Regions from separate parts of the Gossypium hirsutum genome. Here region 2 is linked to region 1. The links are chromatin contacts, called in public Hi-C maps. All regions are on one chromosome and are shown on one strand. Each heading gives the region's core, a stretch centred on a gene start, on an enhancer-like site or on the middle of the called end of the contact. The rest is flanking DNA. Distances are from core to core; before and after follow the strand shown. Region 1 has its middle 23 kb from the start of LOC107962466. Region 2 holds the start of LOC121230367 (probable eukaryotic translation initiation factor 5-1).

What was found. Hi-C and Micro-C count contacts between places; a contact is called where the count stands out from the background.
Region 2: a Hi-C map of leaf shows a contact between it and region 1, with 1.6 times the contacts expected there. The contact joins the promoter of LOC121230367 here to the enhancer-like site in region 1. A contact is called at or near these places in 2 of 34 Hi-C or Micro-C datasets (hypocotyl and leaf).

What each region holds. Positions count from the first base shown.
Region 1 is chrA06:6,322,327-6,324,990 of Gossypium_hirsutum_v2.1, reverse strand. It overlaps the pseudogene LOC107962467. Among protein-coding and RNA genes, the nearest start is that of LOC107962466, 23 kb to the left of the region's middle. Within about 2 kb of position 1,295, at least 7 of the 9 cell types and tissues checked have an H3K27ac peak or open chromatin away from gene starts, as enhancers often do. A contact at or near this core is called in leaf, where this site is marked.
Region 2 is chrA06:6,537,208-6,539,871 of Gossypium_hirsutum_v2.1, reverse strand. LOC121230367 (probable eukaryotic translation initiation factor 5-1) reads left to right here and starts at 1,372. Exons shown (of 2, transcript XM_041114985.1): 1 at 1,372-1,681.

The DNA.
Region 1 (2,664 bases), core at 46-2,545:
TTCTCAGTTAAACTCACTCTAGAATCTTTTGGATGCCCACCCAAACCATTTTCCTCAGTTTCAGGAATGCTTTCTAGAGTGAAGGATGAAGAGCCACGAACACGAGGACTACCTGGTCCTATCCACTCTTCTAAATACCTTTCTGTAAGTGGAGTCCATTTGGTAAGTAATGACTTATCCTCTTGTTCAACAGCCCAAACGGTTATTAGAACTAGGCCACCCTTTTTAACAACTCGCACTAATTCTTCAATCGCTTTCTTTCTCCTATTCTCTGTACTTAAGTGATGTAACACAGCAATAGAGATTGCTGCATCACCAAAATTAGTTCTGTAAGGAAGATTAACAGCATCTGCAACCAAAACTTCATGCCCTCTATTAGCACATATTTTGATAAGGGAAGGACTTATATCACATCCTATAAAATAGCAGCGAGAATTTAAACCTAGATATTTCCCATTTCCACATCCTGCATCTAAGATAAGTGAACCAGTAGGCAAAGATTCCAAGAAAGCAGCGACCTTCGGCCACTTGGCAAAGCGGGTGGAACTAAAATGGGGGCAATAGCATCATAAACATGATGAACATATTTCTTTTCTATTTCAGGGGTAGATTTCACACTTATAGATGAACACTTACGGTCCTCACTTACAGAGGAAGATGGTTGGATTCTGGGTTCAGTATCAGGTGCAAGAGTACACATAGGAGAAGCATCTTTTACTTTGATTTCTTTCATACTGCTAGAAATTACTGAATAACCAAGTCCACAGATACAATCAAGGAATAGAGTGCTTTTACTCCAAAATTGATGAACGTATATACCAGCTCTAAGAGATTTAAAAATCATCAGTCTTGAGCATGGTGCCTAAGAAGTTTGACCTACACAGAAACCATACATCATAACACATAGTTAAAAATGTAAGGAACAGCATGAACTGTCAACACAGTTTTATACTTTTTCAAATCATAGAACATTTCACATCGCTGATCTGTTATCTACAGAATGGAATTATGACACATTATTAAAGGCAAGAGAAATGTGATGGTTCTGAAATAATAGTAGAAATACACTAGAATACAGACCCTATAAGAATGTAAGAAACAGCATGAACTGTCAACACAGTTTTATACTTACAACCCTTAAAAGAAAATTAGGATATGTTGCTCGGACACGCCTGAAAGTCGGCCACACTGGAACTGCTATTGGCTTTTGAAGAAGTCGTGGTGGCCGATCAGAAGAAAAGCACCGGAAAAGAAGAAAAATTGAAGCTGTGCGCCTGAAAGAAAAGAGACAAGGAGAAGAAAAGAAACTAGGGCACAGTTGTATGGGCTGAGGATTTATGGGCTTTGGTTTGGGCTGTTTATCCTGATATTTGGATTTTAATTGAATAATGAGAAATTAGCTCAAATAAATTTCAATTTGTGTAATAAAAAAATAAATTATATAACAAAATAAATTTCAAAATTCCTTCATCAAATATGTAATATTTAATTTCAAGTGTTACAAACTCAAAATTAATATTTTTAAATGACTTAAACAATTCACAAAAAAAATTTAGGTATCTCCAATACCTTTTAAAAGTGTTTCTCTAAACAAAACTGAGGGTTAAAGAACAACAGAAAAAGACTGTGTTAGTTGAAAGCCCAAGAATCGATGAGTACTACTAATAGAATAACGTCGGTAACAAATTTGATAAAATTTATTGTTATAGATAAAAAATAATTTATTGGATGGGAGGTGTGTTTACCTCCGGTGAGGATAAAAACAGGGGTGGCTGTGAGATTAGTTACTGTAGCGGTGAGATTAGAAACAATGGTGGAGTGTGTGTTTGGATTCAAACGCAATTGTAACGGTGAGATAAGAATAAAAAATGGCTATTAAAGACATCATATTAGAATTGCTATATAATATAAGTTGTTAAAATTATTTTACTTTTATAAAATTATTAAAATGTATCTTGTAATATTTTATTATAAATATTTTAATGAATTATATAATCAATTTAAATTATTTATTAGATAAAAAGATAATTATTTTTAATTTTTTATAGTTAAATATTCTTTTATAACAATGATAAATATTATTTTCACAAATAGTAACATTATACTTGGATCAAATTTTGAAGCATCTAAACGGATGATTTTTAATAAAAAAAAAGTAACATAAGACATAACAAGTTTCATTATTACTAGATATTAGGTTATGATACAAAATGTTTTTACAAATATGGATTCATTAAATTAGTTGCAATGGTTTCCCTTAACATCGCGATTTCAAGGTCACTTTTACTATTAGAAGAACTCGATTCACCTCTATCAAAATGGCCTGAAGAGGTTGGCATGTTGGGTATATTCTCAAATTGTCGAAAATCCTCATTATTTGACCAAGCATATCTTCGAATGCAATTATGCAAAACTATTGTTGCAATAACTATTAAAACTTGCTTGTTGAATGAATAACTTGGAATATCTCTTAATATTGGCCATTTTTTTTCCATATTCCAAATGTTCGTTCAATTACAGAGCGTAATGAAGAATGAGCATGATTAAAGATTTCTTTTTTTTCAGATACTCGATGATTACCTCGGCGAAAATCAGGTAAATGATATCATTCCCCCTATATGGACCTAGAAAACCTGCCATTTGTGGATATCCTGAATCCACAAG
Region 2 (2,664 bases), core at 123-2,622, 210 kb before region 1:
TATGCGCACTTAATTATCTAATTTATGTGTTAGCATTTGCCTATTTTTAATTTTTTTTTCATCTGATGATTTTTTTAAAAAATAAAAATAAAAATAATATATATGTTTTTTTTAAAAGTAAAATTTAACTAAAAAAACTATAATAATTATTTGGTACAATTTTAAATGCGTGCATCCAGGAGAAAATGAGTCAAAATTACACGTTTATTTTAGAAAGAAGTATAATTAAACACGCAAATTTGAAAGCTTCAATTTGATTTTACTTGCGCTGTAGCGTGCCACGTAAATTTTCCATTTTTAAAATTTTAAATTTGAATATTTGATGATTTTCTTTTCTGTTATTTAATTTCCATTTTCACCCTTTGATATTCCGTTACACTAAAGAAAAAAGTTTTTTTTTTGTGAAATTGCAAAAAGGAACTCCACCATCATTTAAAGAATGAACTCTATAAGGGGCATTTTGGATTTATAAAGAAAATATTAAAAAAATTAATGGTACTGATACTGACACTTACATTTCTAACGTAAATCCTTTTAAATTTTTATTACATTTTGCAAATATTTATATGAGAGAAAAGGATTTAAAATTTAAAAAAGGGAAAGAAGACAAACTATAGCATTATGAAAGCAGTTGGCAAGCTTTTTACAAACATAATAATTTTTTAATAATATTATTATATAATTTATTTTATGTACTGATTATATTTTTCATTCAAATTTCATATAAAATTCCATTAAATTTTTGTCAGTTGATTTACTTATATAATTTTTTTTGTAAAATAAAGTCTAACTAAATCAATTACTTAAAACTTTAATAATCATTTTTCCCACCCATTCCAAGACTTTCTCAATACATCACATTCTAAATTGACTCTTCTAGATAAGTTTAAATTATGTACTATGTTGTACTGTTTTGTTCAACTTACTGAAATCTTAATAGTGTCTATAAAATTTTAAGATATATTTTAAATAAAGCGCATAATACTTAAATTAAGAATAATTATTTGATATATTATCTGTAGAGTTTTTTAGACTCTACAAATGGATTGAGAACACGATAAATATTACATTGATTTATATTTATGTTTTTTTATACTCTATAATACACTTGTCATATCATTAACCCATTTGTGAAGTTTAAAAAATTTCCTCAAACGGTATATGAGATAATTTTCCTAGAAATATTAAACATATAGAAAGTTTACATTTTCGCTCAAGCAAATTATGTAGTTATTTAAATAAAGAAAAAAAATTTGAGCAAAAATTTTATTAATTTAACCATAAAATATGAAAGATAGGATTAATTACTTTCATATATTTTAGGGTTTTTTTATAAAATAATATTAAAAAATTAATTAATTATAAAAATAGGGTGGACAACAAATTAATTATAAAAATTGGAAGAAAAAAGAGAAAAAGAAAACCGTAAATACAAAATAAAAGTAAGGGTAATAATGTCATAAGAAAGTCGGTTCCAGAATATAATTAATATATTCGAAAAATAAAAGTTGAAAGATGCTGAGTTTGCCCTAAGCGTCACCATATATAAAGCAGCGTGCTTCTCTCCTTTTCCTCCACAACCAAAATCCGCTATATCTAAAATAAGGTTCCAACCTCTGTTTTTCTTCACAAATTCCCAATCTAATCTCTTCCTCCCCTTCTTTTCCACATCTCATAGAAGGTATGATTTCTGTTTCTAATTACTGTTCTTATTTTTTTCTTATCGATGAATCTGTTCGATTTCATATAATATTTTATTCCTATCTGTTGATTTTAATCTTTCGTGTCTTTGTTCTAGAGCTGGATTTACTTATTTTTTCTGTTTTTGATTCGTTGTAGATCTATTTATAATTTTTCTTTTTAAGTTCCTATTTGTTTTGACTTAGAATGATCGATCTATGTAGTTTGGTTCTTGTCAGAGCCATTATATTCTGATTTCTGAACTTGATTTTCTAATTTTTTATTTAGATGATTGTAGATCGGATGTTGAATCCTATGACTTTTTATTTTCTATTTTTTATTATTTAACGTTGAATAAAATGTTAGTTATTTATTCTGATTTTGTGATTTTTAATAATTTTTCATTAATATTTTGTTGAATTTACCTCGTCTTTAACACTCATTAATATGATTAGGAGGTTTATGGTTTCCTTTTTTTTTCTGTTTCTTTTAATCTACCCCTAATATAGCAAATCATTTTTCCTTTCACATTTTAATCTTAATTTTGATAGTATCATTTCTTATACTAATATTTTGTGGATATCCCCCAATTGGAGGACCAAATATTGGAATCTGAAGGCATTTAGAAATCATAGGCTTTCGACCTTTATCAGATATTTAGTTTTTCTACTTTTGGATGTATATATGCAATATTGGAAAACGTAATTCCTTTTTCAGGTGTTGATTTTAATGAAATCAACTTTATGTTGATGAGCTGTCTACTGCTTATAGATTGACTATATGCTTTAACATTTGCTTGGATTGACTGTATGTTTTTAACATCTTAATCACATATTAGAATTTGAAGCCATTTAAGATACAAAATAGGGTTTTGACCTTTAAGACTTAAGCATATATTGATTTTGTATGCTTTTGGATGTATACATGTTATATTGGAAATTGTAATGCCGTTCTTGGTTGTTGATTTTATTGGAAGTGACAATG